Regions from separate parts of the Pan troglodytes genome. Here region 1 is linked to region 2. A link is a contact called in public HiChIP or PLAC-seq data. All regions are on one chromosome and are shown on one strand. Each heading gives the region's core, a stretch centred on a gene start, on an enhancer-like site or on the middle of the called end of the contact. The rest is flanking DNA. Distances are from core to core; before and after follow the strand shown. Region 1 holds the start of SNUPN (snurportin 1). Region 2 holds the start of MAN2C1 (mannosidase alpha class 2C member 1).

Region 1 (2,823 bases), core at 132-2,631, 250 kb before region 2:
GTGAGCGGAGATTGCGCCACTGCATTCCAGAGCCTGGGCGACAGAGCGAGACTCCATCTCAAAAAAATAAAAAAAAATCTCACGTCCAGAAAAATTGGCCTTCCAGGGCCTCAGAACCCTTTTTACCAGTCTAGTAATAGCCTTTCATCAGCCTAATTTCCTATTCTTTTTAGTCTGAATGTATGGTGTAATGTGCATAAAATACACAAGTCCAAATTTTAGCATTCCGTGGACGCAAAATGTGCCAAAGGTGGATACTTTGCTTCTGTCATACATCAGTAGTCAACTTCTCTATACATCAAACTTTCAGCAAATTCAAACATTTTCCTTGAAAGCTGTGTTACTTTGGCCAAATTACTTAACCTCTCTGAGCTTCAGTGTGTCTACTTCCTCATGTCATGATTGAGAGTTAATATCTACTGGCTTAAAAAAGAAAAAAAAAGGGAAAAAATTAAATGAGATGATGGGTGTGAAGCAGGGATTGGCTGAATGTAAGCATTCAATAAATATTCAGTTTTAAAATTGTAATCTCAGCCTTCCCGCCCTGCAGAGGCTACACCCTAGCAGGACTTAATCTCCTAAATCTCTGCCGCTTACCCTAGTCTTTTGCACCAATTCAATCATTCCTTCACGCAGGGTCTACTGAGCGCCATCCCTTGTGCTGGACTCTGGCTACTTAAATAGGAATCAAGCCAGGTCCCTACCATTGCTCAGCCCGCAGCCGAGTGGGAAAGAAGCTCGCAAAAGCAGCAAACAGGCAGTAATCGAGGTATGGATCTGCTTTTGTTAAGGGCAAGTGGGGGAGCGAAGGTCTGTGTCTGAAACTTGGGTGTGAGGGGTTAGTTGGAGTAATCCAGGCAATTGGCACTGCCCGTTTAAGAGCACGGGCCCAAGAGGGGAAGGGGACTCCAGGTGAAGCCCTAAGGCCCAGGAAGATCTGCGGGAGGCGGCAGGGCCCAGGGCGTTGAATGCCCGGCCACAAGATCAGCCTCCTCCCATTGGCGAAAGGAGCCCCGAAGACCTTGTGTTCAGGAGGGAGGCCTCGGCCTGGTCAAGTCATCTAGCAGGAAGAGTCCCGGACAGTGCAAAGCAAATGCAAGAAGACCCCCTCCCTAGCCGATGGGAAATGCCCCAGCCGTTGAAGGCGGAAATAACGGCCTGTAGGCAACGGAACTCCCAGCGTTCGCAAAGGAGGGAGGAGCCGGAAACTCAGGGCGCGAGGCCTGTGGGCCCAGCGGTGAGGCAGCAGCTGGGGGCGGGGGGAGGGCGGGCCTAGCTTCCCAGGGCAGATGATTCGTCGGCCCCGGTGGCGGTGGCGGCGGCGCGTGCGACGGTCACCTCGGTTTCGGTGAGTCCCTGGGTTCGAGCCCGGGCCCCGCCAGCTGCCGAGTTGCCTCTCGGTGCCGGACTGTGACTCTCTCTGGCCGGCCCTGCACTCTGGCCTCCCGGGGCGTCATCTGGAGGGATAGAGCCAGGCCTGGGACTCCTTTTGGGAGAGTTTCCGTTCTTCTATTCCGTGCTGTCCGGCCAGGACCCCTCAGGGACTTTTGTGGGGCAGGGGCGAATCATGCATGGCCTAGATGACCCCATGCCTAGAAAAAGGCAGTGCGGGGCGGTGGCGGCGCGCACGGCCGAGTGAAGCAGATAGCGTCCCCGGGGCTGGAGCCCGGTAGCAGGGGTAGGGAAACGCGGAGGCTGCCAGGATGCGGACCCAGGGGACGCGAGGCGGGGGCGCCGGATGGGGAGACGCGAAGGAGGGGGAACGGGATGGGGGAGGGGGCTAGACAGGGAGGGAGGGTGGAGCGTGGGCGGGGCCTGGGGCGGGTCGGACTTTAGGGAGTTGGAGCGGGGGTTACTGGTGGAGAATAAGACCACCTGGGGCTAAGGTCCGAACACTTGGAGGCAGCACCATCCAAGGAATGGGTTGAAACAGCAGGAGCCCGGCGGGGCGCAGTGGCTCACGCCTGTAATCCCAGCACTTTGGGAGGCCGAGGTGGGCGGATCACCTGAGGTCAGGAGTTTGAGACCAGCCTGACCAACATGGTGAAACCCCATCTGTACTAAAAATACAAAAAAAATTAGCCGGGCGTTGTGGCGCGTGCCTTTAATCCCAGCTACTCGGGAGGCTGAGGCAGGAGAATCGCTTGAATCCGGGAGATGGAGATTGCAGTGAGCCGAGATCATGCCACTGCACTCCAGCCTGGGCAACACGAGCGAAACTCTGTCTCAAAACAACAACAACAAAGAAAAAACAAAACGAAACAGCAGGAACCCGCCAAGAACAGCCTTGAAGGAAGGTAAAGGAACCGCCCCAGTATCCAGGACATCAGTTTTCCTTTTTTTTTTCTTTTTGAGACTAAGTCTCAATCTGTCACCCAGGCTGGAGTGCAGTGGCACGATCTCGACTCACTGCAAGCTCCGCCTTCCGGGTTCACGCCATTCTCCTGCTTCAGCCTCCCGAGCATCTGGGACTACAGGCGCCCGTCACCATGCCTGGCTAATTTTTTTGTTTTTTGTTTTTTTTTTTTTTTAGTAGAGACGGGGTTTCACTGTGTTAGCCAGGATGGTCTCGATCTCCTAACCTCAGGTGATCTGCCCGCTTCAACCTCCCAAAGTGCTGGGATTACAGGCGTGAGCCACTGCGCCAGGCCCAGGACATCAGTTTCAAAGGTTGTGTGGTTCTTGGCAGAGCGGGAGCCCACACCAAGATAGTGCATGATAGGCCTAATAAAGGTGCTTTGGATTTGGTCATTACTGTGGTGATGAACTGAAAACATAATGACTTTTTAAAATTTTTTATCATGAAAGCTTTCAAACTTACAC
Region 2 (3,071 bases), core at 75-2,574:
GTAGACCTCTCTGATTTTAGGCTTTTATTGTTTAAAGACAGTGTCTCGCTTTATGACCCACACTGGAGTGCAGTGCCACGATCATAGCTCACTGCAGGCTTGACCTCCCAGGCTCAAGCAGTCCTCCCACCTCGGCCTCCTGAGTAGCTGCATGCCACCACGCCCAGCTAATTTTTTAACTTTTTGTAGAGACAGGGTCTTGCTATGCTGCCCAGGTTGGTCTCAAACTCCTGGCCTCAAGCTGTCCTCCCACCTCGGCCTCGCAAAGTGCTGAGATTACAGGTGTGAGCCACCAGAGCTGGCCTGATTTTAGGCTTTTTTTGTACTGGGGAGAAGAGACTGAGCCAAAGTGTAGGGTGCCAAAAAGAGCTTTGTGGGATGAGATTTTAGGGCAAAGCTGGGGCAGTGTCTGACTTGGCGGTGGTCATGTGTACTGATTTAGGGGAAAGATCTTGAGGTTTTCTCAAATAATTCACCTATCCCCGTGTTCCCTCAAGAAAGGTCATGTTGACCTGGAACCATAGGGGAAATTGGTGGGGTGTGATCAGGGTCAGCCCCAGCTGTTGCTGCCCCTGCAGTGTTTTGTCCAGAGCACTTGCCTGCAGGTCCGGATAGGATTTCAAGGCCAGTTCAGGAGAAAGTCCCAACCCACCAGTGCAACCAACAAAAGAGTAAGTTTTACCTACAGCCTGGGTTTTCACAAGTAGCATTTTTATTCCTCCTGCTGTCTGACATCTGAGCTCCAAGCTCTAAACCCAACCTGTATTATATGCAGCAGCAGGTTATCTTTATTTTAAATCACATTTGTTATTCTGTACTTAGTCACCTTTCCGTGTGATCTGCATTTGAAATGTTGTAAACTTGGTCAGTATTTCCATTAAAATATCAGGGCTAATCTTGTGTATTTTTTTTTTGTTCCTAATGATTTTATAGACAAAGACTCTTGGCAACCCCAGGAGAAAAAAATAAAGCTGTCAGTGGAGTACTAGGGATGAGAATGAAACTGGAGGTCTGTTTCTGGTATTATGGCTTCCCGGGACTCTACAGTCCTGTATGGTGAAATACATTTTTCCATTGGGATCGTCAATGCCATGACTGTTCTGCCACCTCAAACTCCAGAGTTTCTGGTGATGTGCAAGAGTTAGCAATATATATTCAGTAAAGCGTGTAATCGAGTAAGTCGTAGTAACTTGGGCGTAAAGCTCTACCTCCCTGCTCACTAACACCCTGATCTCCGTCCGGTATGAAAACACCTATTCCGGGTAGTCTGGCTCCACGTTAAGCAAACACCACTTTCCGTGTTCACCGACAGCTAGAGCCAGAGGTCTCCCGGTTGCTGATTCTGAGGCTGGGTCTGCAGCAGCTGAGGCTCCCGCCTGTCTTGCCGAATGGCCTAAGTCTCTGTCTCGAGACTTTCGAGAGTTCTAATCGTCAAATTTCCCATTTTATTTTGAGATTTTCCCTGCGGCCCACTATTTCGGACAACATAGGAGAGCCTCAAAAACAGTTTCTAGCTTCCAACTCGGCTCAAAATTCAGACAGCAGCTGGGCTTCCGAGAGCCGCCCGTGTTCCAAGAAAAGCTGCCCGGGACTGGGAGGCGCCCTCTGGACGCCGGAACCTTTGGTTTCCTGCCGTGGAGCGGAACGGTAGCGCCAGGGGCCTTCCGGAAAGAGGAGCGAGAGCCCGGCGATGGCGGCTGCGCCGGCCTTGAAGCACTGGCGCACCACGCTGGAGCGGGTGGAGAAGTTCGTGTCGCCGCTCTACTTTACCGACTGTAACCTCCGCGGCAGGTGTGGCCCCTGGTCTCCCGCAGCCGGCCGACCGCAACCGTGCGCCTCAAGCTTTCCTTCCGGGGAGAAACCTAAGCTGCAGCCACCCGGGCCGCGGGACAAAGTGCCCGCCGCGGGCAGGGCAGGGCAGGGCAGGGGCCGGGGAGGAGGGGTTAGGGAATGGACTGTGCCGCGGAGCGGCCAGGCAGCCCTCTTGGCGGAGGATCCAGGGAAAGTGCGGCCCCACCGGCCAGCTGGTCCCCAGGCGGAAACGGGGCGGCCTCCAGCATGTGCCCACCGGCCCGTCCCACGCAGGCTTTTTGGGGCCAGCTGCCCTGTGGCTGTGCTCTCCAGCTTCCTGACGCCGGAGAGACTTCCCTACCAGGAGGCAGTCCAGCGGGACTTCCGCCCCGCGCAGGTCGGCGACAGCTTCGGACCCACGTAGGTAACGCCCAGCGGGTGGGCGGGGCCACGGGCCTAGGGGAAGTCCCAACCCAGCTCCCAGCCACACCTTCGTTGTCTGCCCTCTGCCGTAGACAGAGCAGCACCCTCTGCTGGGAACAGCTCTCTGGTCCCTGGGTCTTCAGGGGATGGTTTTCATTCCCACGTGGCCGCCTCTGGACATCTCTTAGGAAGGGCACCCTAGGGATCACGAACCTTTGACGCCTCTGCCTGTTTCCCTCATCTTGCTTCTCACCTTGTTGCTCCTTTCTTGTGACTCAAAGCTGAGTACCTTGTGACACTGCAGATGCTTGGAGAGTTTCAAGCCCCTGCCGACACTTTATCCAAGGAAGGATATCAGGATAGGACTTCTACCTCTAGGCCTATCACAACAGCTCTCTTGCAGATGGTGGACCTGCTGGTTCCGGGTGGAGCTGACCATCCCAGAGGCATGGGTGGGCCAGGAAGTTCACCTTTGCTGGGAAAGTGATGGAGAAGGTCTGGTGTGGCGTGATGGAGAACCTGTCCAGGTGAGGAACCCTGTCCTAGGGCCAGGTATGGCCACATTTCAGCCCTGAAATGACTACAGCCCTTCTTCTGTGGACTCTGGAGAAGCCACAGCTGAGTTGCTCTGCCCACAGGGTGGTATCAGGATTTCAGGACTAGGGAAGTTGCCACTTGGGCATCTGTGCAATTGGTCCTTAGTTTTTATTGTGTATAATACAAACTTATAGGAAAACATTTCAAACAGTTCTAAAGTAATGGATCTCTCCTTATCACCCATCCCATTCCCCAGCTATAACCACTGTTAAGTGTCTTATTCATGCTCCACCCTTATCAGGTTTAGTCCTTATACTCCT

What was found. HiChIP or PLAC-seq counts read pairs in DNA pulled down with a chosen protein or histone mark.
Region 1: a contact with region 2 is called in an H3K4me3 HiChIP or PLAC-seq map of stem cell-derived excitatory neurons, with 4 times the contacts expected there. The contact joins the promoter of SNUPN here to the promoter of MAN2C1 in region 2. A contact is called at or near these places in 1 of 7 Hi-C or Micro-C datasets (induced pluripotent stem cells), 1 of 1 datasets of contacts at active chromatin or transcription factors (stem cell-derived excitatory neurons) and 1 of 1 other capture datasets (stem cell-derived neural stem cells).

What each region holds. Positions count from the first base shown.
Region 1 is chr16:67,553,728-67,556,550 of NHGRI_mPanTro3-v2.0_pri, reverse strand. It overlaps SNUPN (snurportin 1), which reads left to right and starts at 1,381. Exons shown (of 9, transcript NM_001328317.1): 1 at 1,381-1,678.
Region 2 is chr16:67,303,108-67,306,178 of NHGRI_mPanTro3-v2.0_pri, reverse strand. It overlaps MAN2C1 (mannosidase alpha class 2C member 1), which reads left to right and starts at 1,324. Exons shown (of 26, transcript XM_016927213.4): 1 at 1,324-1,791; 2 at 2,086-2,211; 3 at 2,618-2,741. The coding sequence starts at 1,691.